2 separate regions of the Sus scrofa genome follow, and region 2 is linked to region 1. A link is a contact called in public HiChIP or PLAC-seq data. All regions are on one chromosome and are shown on one strand. The core of a region is the stretch at or near the end of the contact, and the rest is flanking DNA. Distances in the headings are between cores, read along the strand shown.

Region 1 (7,080 bases), core at 4,246-6,745:
CTTTTTACTGACATAGGCTAAGTAACTTCTGTATCTTCTTTACCTTTTTGTTTAAGAAGGATTTGTTAAAAGAAGCACAGGGGTTTTAAGATATTACTTTATATCTTTAGGATAAAACTTTTAAAACATATCTCATAAATTACAGAAGCCCCCAAAAATAGCATTTGGAAAATTACCTTTCTTTGCAGGCTCTCAGACCATTTTTAAAATAATTCATTTCATTTTTTCATATGTGGAGAAGAGCAAATGATTAATGAGCACCGTAAAGAAATATTTTAACGAAGCTAGCTGTGGTCCTAGATCGGAGAGATGAAACAGAAGCTGGTATATTAAGTTAATTCTGGCTGTTCATTTGGTTTCCCTGGGCAAGTACATTGCCTTTCCTAAAAATCTGTAACATGTGGTTTCTTTATTTTCCCTCTCTTTATATCTTTCAAGCTGTGAAAGCAATTTGAAATTTATAGGAGGTTGATCACCTTCATTAGGTTAAGAGGATCTGATTCAAGCATGAAGGACAGACATACAGACACATCAACCTGATAAGCTCCTATCCTGGATGACCTGAGTTAAACAGTGTTGAGACTTAACAGCTGTCCTGAAAGTCCACTGTGAAGTAATCCACTAAAATGATTAACTCTAAGGTTTCAGGTCCCAGTTCTTAAATCCTCAAGGGGAGTCTTGGCCATGTTGCAATGTTGCAGACCTGTGAGTGTCCTGAAAGTTGAGAGAGCATAATAATTACACCACAAACCAGACCAGAGTTTCTAGGCGAGTTGAAATGTAAATTACTCTGAACATGACTTTTTATTTTCCTATGATGACCTTGAACAGGAATCAAGTTGTGCTACTACATAAACAGTAAATCTTTCTCTAGGAATATTATTGTGAACAATCTGACTCCTCTCTGCCTCTTTGGTGCTGTCCATCAGAACAAGAACAATGAAAAAGCACTAGATTCAAGGAACATTTATTGAGGAGTTATGTGCCAGGCAGTTTCCAATGAATTATCTATTCGTCAATCCTTAGAAAGATTAGTGAAGAAGGTACTATTTCAAGGAGAGTTTACATGAGTTGCTCAAGGTCACAGAGCTTCTGAAGAGTGGAGTCAGACTTGAGGTCTATGTTGTAACTGAGCAGTACCCTTTGGGACCTTCTGGGACAGACCCTTCTTCCATTTCTTCTGTTTTAACACATCTTTGAAGTACCTAGATAATAGCATCTGATGCACATTTCCTCATTTGTTTTACAGGTGTGAACCCTCCCCCTCCACCAATGGAATATGTTAATTATTTGATGACCATAAGCCTATTGGAGCCTAAGGATTGATAATGTTAACTCCTGTGACATTGCCCTTTTACCTCATGATAAATCAGATAATTGTACATAAGCTGATGACAGACCCTGCCACGCCACTCCTTCACCTGGCTTTTAAATTGCTTTGCTGAACATGAGCCACTGTCCTCCTTGTATTGGCGACTTTACAGTAAATGCTGCACTCTCCTTCACCATAACCTGGTGTCAGTAGATTGGCTTTACTATGAGCAGGTGAGGGGACTCAAGTTTGGTGTGGTAACAGTATTACCTGCATTTCTCTAAATTCAGTATTCTTTCCATAGCATCACACCTGAAATAGAGTGATTGCTTAGAAAAGAGGTATTGCCTTGTATTAGGACTGTGAACAACAACAAAGTATTCTCTTGTGGTGCATTGGGTTAAGGATCCAGCATTATCACTGCAGCATCTTGGGTCACTGTTTTGGCTTAGATTCAATCCCTGTCCTGTGAACTTTTGCATGCCACGGATGCAGCCAAAAAAAAAAAAAATGTCTGTGGAGGTGGTGTTACCTTGACATACAAGAAACAGGGGAAATAGGATTTCTTTCCTTCCTGCAAAACGTTAATAATTTTATTTTTTAGAGCAGTTTTAGGATCACAAAAATTGAGAGGGAGGTACAGAGGTTTCCCATATACCCCTGTCTCCAAAACATGCTTTCTCTCATTATTAACATCCCCCACAAGAGTGGCACATTTGGTGAACCTACATTGAACTTACATCATAATCACTCAAAGTCCAAAGTTTACATTAGGGTTCACTCTTGGTATTGTATGTTCTATAGGTATGGACAAGCATATAATGAAATGCATCCACCATTATAATATCATACAGAGCATTTTCTCTGCTCGCAATATCCTCTGGTACTACATCTATTCGTCTCTCTCTCCTTTCCCCACAACCTGGCAACCACTGATCTTTTTTATTGTCTCTCTATTTTTGCCTTTTCTAGAATCACACATAGTTGTCATCCTACCATATGTAACTTTTCCAGATTGACTTCTTTCATTTAGTAATATGTGCATTTAAGGTTCCTTCATGTATTTTCATGCCTTTATAGCTCATTTCCTTTTAGCACTGCATGATATCTCATTGCATGGATGTACCACAGCTTATTTATTCATTCACCGACTGAAGAATATCTTGATTCCTTCCAAGTTTTGGTAAATATGAATGAAGTTGAAAGGGAACCAATTTTCAAACCACCAACTTCCTTTAGAACTATATGCTAAAAATGATTTGCCTTGCAACTGACCTTCTGTTTGCCTTTCCCAACTTTTTCCCCCAGCCTCTCATTAAGGAGAGCATACCTTTCAAAGGTCAGGAATCATATTGTGGTAGTTTTATCCAGGAGGTAAAAACCCTTGGGGCTAAATAAAGCAACAATTTTAAGTATTCATGTCCAGGAATCTTCTTTAACTCAAGGCCTTCTCCATCTCACTGAGAGATGCATTTCCAGTGAAATTATATGTTTTATATTTAATAATAATCACAATATATAATATCTTAACAATTACATATGCATAATAATTGCAACTATAATTCAATCCAGAAGACTTTTTATACTTGGAGACTTATGGTCATGAGGAAATAAAAATAATTTAATTTCTATCTATGGACATATTTTTGTGCAGAGAAACTCAATATGGAGATCAATAGAGGACTTTCAAGTATAAAAATGTATTATGACAGAAGATGATTCTGTAGGGAGAATCCAATGGATATTTGATTTCAAGGAGCGAAAAGAAACAATATATATTTTTTGTAGGTTAAAGAAAAGTTACCGCTTTTGTTTTGCATTTAATGTTTGATGGTGGGCATCAAATTGCCCTGGTTTCTAGCATACGATGAATGTCTTTAAACATGTAATATAACTGTTTTATTTTAAATTGTCAATATGTATAGTATGCTAGCGATTATACCTTTTCCAACTAAACATGATGAAAAAATTTAGATGTCAACCTAAAAATATATAAGGGAATACCTAGCTACTCAAAAAAAATTTAGGAGTTATGTGAATAAAAATTTGAAGACCCCAATCCTATAGCGGGTGTTGTCAGGGTTAGGTATAACATGTGCAAAGCACCTAGGATAATGCTGTTAATGCTGCTATTATCTGAAGGAGTGAGTTCCAATTTTAACCCTCTTTCTTCCTGGGTATTTAGTCTAGGGCATTTGTTTTCTTCTGCACTTCTGTTTCATTGTCTAGATAAAGGATAACAGACATGACTGTAAAACACTTTGAGTATATGGTGTTAGATGATACCCAACATCATTAATGTCAGTGGTAATGTTCATCATAATGAAAATACAGGCATAGGCTCTAAAAATCAAAGCATATAGCAGGTGTTGAATCAATGTTTGTTGAATTAATTAATGCACACTACACTGAAAATTAACTTAATTAATGAAGTTAATGCTTGCTAGAATGAAAGACTGTGTACCTGTTCATTGAGCATCTTCCCTTAGTACGTGTATTGATGCTTATCCAGAAAATGGACCTTTTCTCCTAAAGATGAAAAGAGTAGGAAATAGGAGTTCCCTGGTGGCTCAGAAGGCTGAGGATCCGGCATTGTCTCTGCTGTGGCTTGTGTCACTGCTGTGGTTTGTGTTGCTGCTGTAGCACGGATTCAATCCCTCGCCCTGGAACTTTTGCATGCCATGGGCATGGCCACACCCACACCCACACACACACACACCCTTTCCTGCCGATCTGGCTTCCTATTAATTCTCAGAGAGTGTTTCCTCATTGGATGCTTTACCATTACTGCAATATAGTGTAGTGATTAAGAGCAGGGTAGGTTCAAGTTCAAGAACTGCCACCTAACTAGCTGTGTGTCCTTAGGCAAGACACAACCTCTCTTCAACTCAGCTATCTCATCTTTAAATAGGTATAAATAGGTATTAACCTTGTAAGATTGTTTTGAGGATTAGTGAGATGGGTTGGTTATAAGAATATAGATTGTGTGGAAGGTAAAGAATGTTTCAGGTATCCCTGTCTTAATCCCTGGAACCTGTTATTTTACATGACAAAAGGACTCTGATTTAAGTACCTTGAGATGGGGAGATTATCCTGGGTTATTCGATGGGTCCTTATAAGAGAAAGAGGGAGGCAGGAAAGTCAGTGTCAGAGTGGGGAAGTGAGAGAGAGAACTGATCAGCCATTGCTGGCTTTGAAGATGGTGGAAGGGTGCTATGAGCCAAGGGATATGAACAGCTTCTAGAAGCTGGAAAATGCAAGGAAATGGATTCTCCCCTCAAGCCTCCAGAAGGGAGCACAGCCCTTCCGACATCTTGCTTTTGGCCTCTAGAGGTCTATTTTTAATTTCTGACTTCCAGAACTGTAAAATAATAAACTTGTGCTGTTTCAAGTCATCAAGGTTGTGGTAATTTGCTACAGCAGCAATAAGACACTAACACAGGTGGGCTAGCCATTAACACTCTCTGCAATCCCCTTCAGTTCTGGCTTTTCTTGGTTTTCTGCACAGAGCAATGTAATCTAAACACTTCTCCAAAATTAAAATGAATCTTTTGACCTGTGTACACACTATTTTCCAGTCCCTAGCTGCTCTTAATCTCAAAGCAGCTGCCTGTAATAGTAGCCCCAGTTCTCCTACAATGAACAACGGACAAGAGACCTCTCAGGGAACCTGCAAGACAACTTGTAACATCCTCTTAGGTTTTCCACTTACCCTTGGAAAATCATGTGCTTTAATCAGTGGCCTATGCAATGAGTTGGGTCACAAAATCCACACCTTGAGGTTCCATTCAAGGGAAACTGAACTCCTAATCACAGCCTCCCTTTCTTTGGCGGGGGGTTCTGAGTTTAATGCAGAGAGCCAAGAGCAGGAGTAAACCCTTCAGGTCGAAGGCGCGGGAGAATTAGAACTCTAGGATCAATAGAAATGAGAACCATAGGAGGAAAATAACTGGGCTGGACAAAGGGAGACAGGAAAGAGAGGAAGGAAAAAGAACTAACAACCTAGCCAAATAAGGGGAAGGGAGGCACAGTTTCCTACAATAGATCCCTCCCGGGTTCTTGCTTGCTGCAGTCTTGGAAACTTTCCAGTAGAGTGCTACGCACCTACCCCTCGAGGCTGGGCAGGGACGGCTATTAGCTGGGGCTGGCTGGGAATGCCTTTCTGCGAGAGCGGCTGTCCCGGCGGGGTGGTGGGGAGATCGCAGGGAGGAGTCACAGGGCATGAAACGGAAAGACTACATCTCCCAGGCCGCCACGCTTTCCAGCTGGAGTCTAGGGCGCTTGACTGCTCCCCAGTTTCCGTAGGGAAGCGCCGGGCTACTGCAGCTATTGTGCGTCGTGGTGTTGCCTTCCTCTTCCCGCTCAGGCGTCTTTGGAGGAAAGCTACGTTTCATTGCCGCCCCAGTTTAACCCCTCTGGCGCTTAACAAGACAGAAGGCCGGTTGCCTTGGACCAGGAGGAACTTTGGGAGACGGAGGACTGTTAACGAGACCCTAGGGTGCAAGTAAGATACAGTTGAAGGAGCCCGAGTGCCCCGGCTCGGTGCGAGGGCTTCGCCGGGGCGGAGAGAAGGCTCTGGCTTTAAGAAGAGGGAGGGGACAGTTTGATCCGGGTTGCCCTTGGAGTTCTGCGAAGGAAATCTTCAGCTGGCTAGTCAGCAGGGAGCAAGGAGAGGCAGCTCCCATCCCCGGCGCTCACCCCCGCCTACACCCTGGGCGGGCCGAAGTGTCACGTTTGCAATTGCCCAGGAAGGATCCGGCCGGTCTCCGGAGGCGAGCCGAGCTGCAGTTTCTGCTGACTGTCAGGGGGCAATGCCTAGGGCACATGCTGCTTGCTAGGTAGCACCCCGCCAGGATCCAACTGCGTTAGTTAGCTCTCCCGGTCACCTGAAGCAATCACCAGGCCGCCTGTTTCCGGTACAAAACAGCCAGCTGTCCCCAGGAATCTCATCAGAACAGGTACTTGTCTTCCAAAGGGAGGGAGGCTACAGCTTCCTAAGCGGGTCTTGCACGCACTGTACCCTATGCACTCCCCCTACTATGCCACTAATGCTCTTGGTCTTTGTGTCTTTTCCCTTTCTTTCCAAACCCCTCCCTCAGAACCATGGGGCATCCCCCGCTGGAGTTCAGCGATTGCTACCTGGACAGCCCTGATTTCCGCGAGAGGCTCAAGTGTTATGAGCAGGAGCTGGAGAGGACCAATAAATTCATCAAAGACGTGATTAAAGACGGCAACGCGCTTATCGGCGCAATGAGAAGTAAGTGGAAAGCTTCGATAGCAGTTTCCTTGAGCTGGTGGCTCTGGCCTTTGAGCTTTTCCATACCAGAGGGGAAGGGAGGATTCAGGGTGATTCCCAGCCCAAGTCTGTGACGCAAATGGGTTTCCAGACACTTTGGAAGTTGGGTCAGTAAAAATTGAAGGTAGTGGGTACAACTAGAATTTGGGGCCTTTCCCTTTAGTGACCTTGCCCTCCTTAGACAGGATCTGTAGCTGTGCCAGGCACTCTCTTGTTCCATAACTATCCTTTCTTGTCAGACTGTGGTTCGGAAGGGACAGTCTGCTTGTACTGTTGGACTTTTTAGTACCTATGTATGGGGCAAAGGGACATCCAAGCTGACCAAGGAACTGCCCCAGCACCTCCTAAAGAATTGGGAATTCAGGCCAGCAGCTTGAGTCAGGGTTTTTGTTCCTTGCAAGGCCTCTGGTTGCTACAGATAAGTATGGGGGCAGTAAAAAATTTCCAATGGCAAGTTATTTTCTATGGAAAT
Region 2 (7,399 bases), core at 3,501-6,000, 45 kb before region 1:
GTGGGCCATGTGATTCTTACCCATCCCCCATCCCAACCCTTCCTGTCTCTTCTCCAGAGAATTAGTGACATTGCTCAGTGAGCTTAGCCAGGATCCATGGCCCTCCAGCCAAATAAATGAGACAGCATCACTAAGCCTTCAGCTAGTGGACCCTGCTCTCTGACTAGCCCCTCAGTGGAAAACAGAGGTGACTTTGACCCCATGTCCCTCCCCTTCATCTGTGCAGGCAGGCTTATGCACATACGTACACAGAAACACACATGCACACTTTGTTGCCTGGTTTGGGCCAATAAGGGGAGCAGGCAGAGGCAGAGCCAAAAACACACAGGAAAAGCAGGGCCTGAAGCCTTAAGAAAGAGGCTGGGAGGAGTTCCTGTTGAGGCTCAGTGGTAAAGAATCCGAATGGTATCCAGAGGATGCAGGTTTGATCACTGGCCTCGCTCAGTGGGTTGGGGATCAGGTGATAGCGTAGGCTGTGGTATGGGTCGCAGACGTGGCTTGGATCCTGTGTTGCTGTGGCTGTGGCCAGCAGCTGTGACTCCAACTGGACCCCCCAGCCTGGGAGCGTCCATTTGCCATGGGTGTGGCCTTTAATTAAAAAAAAAAAAAGACCAAAAAAAAAAGCGGCTGGAGCAATGGGTCATGCTACTGACCAAAATCCTGGAGAGAGAAGAGTCAACAAGGTTGGGGAGCGGGGCATCAAGCAGAAAACAGCTCTGTACAAGAGGCCTGGCTCCAAGGGGTTGGGGTGGGGGCGCTTAGTGGCATGGTCTCTAGTCAGCACCTTCACCTGGGACCAGCTTCCTTCCAGACCTCAGGCTAGTCATTACTATGGCTCTTTTTCCTGCTCCCTAGACAGGCAGTAGACAGGCATTACCTAAGATTCTGTATTTTCAACTCTACACAAATGACTCCTAAATCAACCTCTCTAGTCCTGACTGCTTATGAGCCCTTAAATCCAGATTTCAGTGTCCAACTGTCTGCTATATATCTATGGGATGGCCTGCCAATATCTCAAACTAAATATTTCCAAAAATGAATACTCTTTTAGAGCCCTCATTCTCCTCATCTGTATTTCTGTTCAGGGCCTCACTGTCATCCCATCTGCCCATAGCCTTGCTTTTCAAAATGAGATACTAGGAGAAGCAGCAGCACCACCACTTGGTAGCTTACTAGAAATGCAGAATCTCAGGCCTCATCACGACCTACTAAATCAGAATCTGCATTTAACAAGATTTCCCAGATGACTGAGATGCATGTTAAAGTTTGAAAAACACTGAACTAAGACACATTTCTCCCTAGCACTGCAAACCCTGAAGGATTCTGCCTTTCTCAAATCTTCACATCTCCTGCCTATGCTGAAGTCCAGGTAGCCATCGCTTCCTCATGGAACTACTACAACAATTGTGTTGGTCTCCTAGATTTCTCCAAACATTCATTTATTTTTTTTGTCTTTTTTTGTTGTTGTTGTCTTTTTAGGGCCACGCCCCCGGTATATGGAGGTTCCCAGGCTAGGGGGTCTAATCGCAGTTGTAGAATCCAGCCTACACCACAGCCACAGCAATGCCAGATCCACGTCTGCGACCTATATACCACAGCTCACGGCAATGCCGGATCCTCAACCCACTGAGCGAGGCCAGGGATCAAACCCACAACCTCATGGTTCCTAGTCAGATTCTTTTCCACTGCGCCACAACAGGAACTTCCAACATTCATGATTTTAAACCCTTCCCTCCTCAAAAATTTCCACTGGCTCCTGTTGCCTATTAAACTTCCCAACATAGTAGTTAACAGCAAGAAACAACACTTATCGCATGATTATTACATGCCAGGTACTCTACCAAGTGTTTTACATGTGTTAACTCATTTAATCTACCCAACAGCCCTGTAAGTATCACTTAATCTTCATTTTACAGATAGGAAAACTGAGCCATGGAGGGGTTTGGTAATCTCCCCAATATTCCACAGCCAATTAAATGACAGAGCAGAGAAGAAAACCTAGGCAATTTGACCCCAGAGCATACATCTATAACCACTGTTCCATACTGCCGTTCTAACTTAGCAGCCTTATCTTTTAAGGTTTACCCCTAATACTTCCCTGCTTTAGCCAAAGTTATTCTATAAATACATTAGCATCTCCTAACCTCTGTACCTTCATCATGAGAGGCTATGTAGCACTAAGAGAAATAGTCTGGGCTTCAGAAGCAGACCTAGGTTGAAATTTCAGCCTGGCCACGCTAGGGAAATGATCAAATTTCTCTGAGTCTCATCTCCCCACCAGCAAATAGAATACAGTTTAAAAACCACCTAACTTAAATAGTTGCTGTGAAGTCTATAAAACACGCAGAGGATGTCTAGCACAATCCTGGCACATAGCAGGTTCTCAATCATTGACAGCTCTTATGCTCACCTTGAATTTCAAATTCTACCCATCCTTTGAGGCCCCCTCAAATATAACTTCTACCACATAGCTTGCTTCATCACCCCAAGTAGACATGATAGCATCTTCTTTTAAACTTTTTTAGTATTTTATGTGTACCATTCTTATATATTGTCATATTTTAGCATTGTACATCTGTCTCATCCCTACAAATTGGACTGTAAGCACCATAATGGTAGGCCATCTATACACCCTAAAGCCACTAGCATTGGGTATCACACACTGGGAGTTCAGTAAACATTGCTGAATAGGAGCTCCCATCGTGGCGCAGCGGGAACGAACCTGACTAGAAACCATGAGGTTGCAGGTTCAATCCCTGGCCTCGCTCAGTGGGTTAAGGATCCAGTCTTGCCATGAGCTGTGGTGTAGGTCAAAGATGTGGCTTGGATCAGGAATTGCTGTGGCATAGGCCAGCAGCTGTAGCTCTGATTAGACCCCTAGCCTGGGAACCTCCACATGCCACGGGTGTGGCCCTAAAAAGAAAAAAAAAAAAACCTTGTTGAATACAAGTGGATTGGACACTGAGTAATGAGTAACCAGAACCACTAAAATTAATTAGGGGAAAGCTTATAAAAGAGGAGTGGGGCACATTAGATGAAACACCTAAACATCTGTAACTATGTTATATATCAGGCACTATGGTTATATGGTTGTTATATGGTTATAACATGTAACTACGTTATATACTATAACTACATTGTATACCAGGCACTATGTATTAGTTGATTTAGTACTCTAATTCTATGATGAGTTACTATCCTCGTTTTCCCAGTGAGGAAACTGGAGTTCAGAGTGATTTCCTCAAGGTCACAACTGCTCCATGAGAACTTGGACCTACTCACCTTCTTTCATTGTTGTATCCCCAGTGTCTAAAGAGTGACTAGAATATAGTGGATGCTCAATAAATATTTGTCGAATGAGGAGAAAAACAAATAGAGCTAGTAAGCAGAATGAAAACTAGAATCAGTTTCATCTGACTCCCAGGTTAGTCCTCTACTATGTTAAGTTGCCAGTTTAAAACAAATGAAAGGGCTGAACCATTTACTGAGCAACTACTATATAACTAAACACTGCTAGACAATTAAATGCTTGGGAGGAGGGACTGAGGGCAGAATGTTCAGTTGACTACACTCCTCAGTTATGGCACTGGTTGTATTAGACACTTCACATTAATTAGGTTAACTTCCTAAGAACTCTTTGAGAAAGGTATTTTAATCTCCACTTTACAGATAACGAAATACTCTCCATGAAATGACTTGCCCAAATTCATACAGCCGGCAGAGTGAGTGATTCCAGACCAGTTAAGTTTAACTCCCAAACCTGTGTTCTTAAATACTTGTCCAGGCTTTGGACTTGTATTTGCAATATAAATCCTATCCTCTGTACAGGCAGGAGCAAGAGAGCATCATGAAGAGGATGAAGAGGATTGCAAGGAGCTTCGACAGGGAGGGCAAGGATTAAACCAAGACGATGGGGGGAGGGGTCACGAAGCAAATAAAGTTATAACGTCCCATGGGAAACAATCTCTCATAAATCCCAGAATGCGGCTACTTCAACAAGAGCTAAGGACAGGTCTTGACAAAATGAAGGGACAGCAGATGCAAAGATAATTAAATTGCTTAAAGCTCGGCATTTAACAAAATGCAGGGGAGGAGGGCAAGCCTCAGAGTCTGGGAAGGGAAAGTGAATGAGTTTCACAAGAAGGCGTGGAAAGAACGAGGGAGGGAAGAACCCCAAAGAATAGGTGCAGTGTTGGGACTGGTTTTGGTATCGGGTACAGAAAGGGCCTGCCGGGAGGAAGGGATTCCGGCACTCTCAGGCAACCAGCCCGTCACCCGACTTCCTTAAGGTGCACTCTCCTCACCCTCGGTCCCTTCGGTCGCAGATCCCAAGCTCACCAGGGGCCTGGGCGTTGCTGTCCCCGGGTCTCCAGGAGACTCCGCCGCTTCCGCCATCTTGGCCCTCCTTCTCTCGGGACGCTCCCACAGGCCTTTGCAGAACCTGCGACGTGGAGGCCGGGGTCCGTCAGCGCGTCTGCGAGCGGTGGCCGCGTCACCAAAAGGCGCCTGGCAGCAGTTGGTGATCACGGCCGTCGGCCTTCGTCTTTCGTCTTCCGGGGGTTGGGAAGAGATCCGTGTCGCTTCGCTTCCCTTCCTCGGAGCCACGGGTCCTTCTAGATACGCTCCCCCTTTAATACTCCATCCAGATGCTCAGCGTGCTCCGACGGCCTTGGGACCGCCGCTTCCTCCTCTCCCCACCCCCGCCCCTTGCGCCCGCTTCCGGCTCTCAAAGAGTAGGCTCCGGGTACCGCCCCCATCCCCCCCCCCAGCACCACACCTTAGGGCAAAGGCCTGCCCCTCCCCCGGCGGCCAAGGGATTTTGTTTCCCAGCCGCTGAATGAAAGGATCCAGCCCCCCCTACCTACCGCTCCCTCCACTGTCACCCCGCCTGGCCGAATCCCTGAGCTTCTCATCCCACCTAGCGGCTTCCCACTTCCTCGACTTTTTTTTTTTTTTTTTTTTTTGTCTTTTTGCATTTCTCGGGCCGCTCACGCGGCATACGGAGGTTCCCAGGCTAGGGGTCGAATCGGAGTTGTAGCCGCTAGCCTACACCAGAGCCACAGCAACGCGGGATCCTTAACCCACTGAGCAAGTCCAGGGATCCAACCCGCAAACTCATGGTTCCTAGTCGGATTCTTTAACCACTGAGCCACGACGGGAACTCCTTCCTCGACTTTTATATTGTTTTCACACCGACCTCCAAGGTTACTTTTCTCCCTTACCCCCTTGGTGGCAGGCCGAGAGGAGGGAGTATTTCTCTATACATTGGCCAAAGTTTTAATCATACCACAGTTTACAAAGTTGCTAGGTGATTTGGGGCAAGTAGTGAAGATATTCAGACTGAAAGATGGTGATTATTAAGAATAACTTTTTAAAGAAAACTCCTGGATGTCCCAACCTCTATTCCCTGTCTCATCGTGGAACTTTGTTTCAGACTCCGATTTATCTCACCCCATGCTGGAATGAGGTCCGTTATTGATGCAAGCAATATGCAGGCTACTGGGTGCCTGTGGGGGCGCATAAATACCGGTTTTCCATTTTTTACAGAGTAGGGAGGGGATGGGTGTGAAATAGAGTGCTTTGTTTTTTGGGGGTAGGCAATTCAGGAAAGCACACAAGTAGTAAACTTAAGAAACAATGTGGAATGTAGCGTGGCGAATTTCCCAAACTAATGAGGGGTGTGTTTGTGTGTGTGTGGGGGGGGAATCTTGTTCTGTTTTGTTCAATATTCTTATAATTCTTCTTGATCTTGGAGAGATAGCAGTGAGTGATGGCTTCGAGCGAAATCTTAATTTTTTGCTCAGGAATTGAACCTGAGCAGCCTGGTTGAAAATCAGGAGCCCTAGCCACTAGATTAGCTAGAGGCTAAAAATAGAATTGCCCTGACTCTTGCCCCCTGTTGAAAGCAAGAATGTTTCAAGGAGGCAAAGATTTTGAAAACAGGTATAAAGTTTATTGTTAGAGGCACAGTACATGTGGGAGAGCACAGAGAGAAGTAGTTTATATTTAAGTCAGAAGCAAAGAAGTAATACACACCACAAAGAGAAGTGTGGGTGCAGGCATCCCCTGAGTGAGGAGTGCATCAGAGAGGTGATTTAAATCACTTATGTAGCGCAGTTCTTCTGGGTCTTTGTTTACCTTTAGCCAATTTTCTTTTATTTCTCACACCTGACCGGACACAAGACCGTCTCTGATATGCATGTGCATCTTTTGGCAAAGAGATTCCAAAGCAAAGGGTGCCGGGGATGGTATCAAGATGAATTATGGCCTGGTGCCCCCTCCCTTTTTGACCCCTAGGAGTCTTTTTTTGGTTTTGGGGGGTTTTGTTGGGTTTTTTTTGTTTGTTTTGTTTTGTTTTTTGCTTTTTAGGGCCACACCTGTGGCAACCCATGCTAGGGGTGGAATCGGAGCTGTAGCCACTGGCCTACACCACAGCCACAGCAATGCCAGATCCGAGCTGTGTCTGTGACTTACACCACAGCTCATGGCAATGCCAGATCCTTAACCCACTGAGCGAGGCCAGGGATCAAACCCACAACCTTATGGTTCCTAGACAAGTTCATTGACCGATGATCCACGACAGAAACTCCAATCCCTAGGAGTCTTACTATGAATGTATAATTGGGGAGATCTTTTTGACCCCAGGAGTGATTAAAGTGGTCATCTTATTTTTTTACTCCAGCAGAGCTCAGATCCTACAATTAACTTTTTCCTTGAGGTGTCAAAGAGAAATGTTGGAGAAAAAAAATGACTCTGGCTCGGATTGTCAGTATTGGAAAGTGAGACACATGAACACGGGGTGATCGCAACAAGGCTCTTTACTTCTGCAGAAGGGCATGGGTACTCAAGAAAAAAAGACCCTATTTATTTCTAACGCAGGTGATGTACCTGTCCCCTTCCCATTGATCAAGTCAGGGCGCACATTCTCCTTGGTTGGCAAATTGAAACAAGCTGTTGCTGGGAGAAGAGGTAAAGAGGTGGGTAGAGGAGATTGTCTCAGTTGAAGCAGGAACAAAATGGAGTAACCAAGACTTCCTTTGATAGAAAGGACATATGCTAATTCTCACAAAACAAGGCCCAATTTACTTGTCCCAGCTGTTCTCAGCTCAGGGGCGCATCTACCTTCTACCTCATTCTCAGACCAAGCACATTTTACTGCTTTTGAAAACACTGATAGAAGTAGTAGTATTAAAATTTAGGATAGAAGATATGAAACTTTTTTTATACTACAAGAGAATGTATAGTTCTCCAGGCCTAGCTTCAGCCTCCTACACCTGTTCCACCTCTCGCACTACCATCCCCCCCCCCAATATTATCCCCTACCCCTGTTGAAACTGCATTCCTTGGATGGGACTTGAACCCAGTCACACCTCAGATTGGGACTTGAATTCATAATCCC

What was found. HiChIP or PLAC-seq counts read pairs in DNA pulled down with a chosen protein or histone mark.
Region 2: an H3K27ac HiChIP or PLAC-seq map of alveolar macrophages shows a contact between it and region 1. The contact joins the promoter of YIPF6 here to the promoter of OPHN1 in region 1. A contact is called at or near these places in 4 of 47 Hi-C or Micro-C datasets (heart right ventricle, liver and skeletal muscle) and 2 of 2 datasets of contacts at active chromatin or transcription factors (alveolar macrophages and skeletal muscle).

The regions. Positions count from the first base shown.
Region 1 is chrX:54,615,460-54,622,539 of Sscrofa11.1, reverse strand. It overlaps OPHN1 (oligophrenin-1), which reads left to right and starts at 5,495. Exons shown (of 25, transcript XM_021080299.1): 1 at 5,495-6,270; 2 at 6,412-6,569. The coding sequence starts at 6,416.
Region 2 is chrX:54,659,122-54,666,520 of Sscrofa11.1, reverse strand. It overlaps YIPF6 (protein YIPF6), which reads right to left and starts at 4,750. Exons shown (of 7, transcript XM_003484120.4): 1 at 4,339-4,750. The coding sequence starts at 4,395.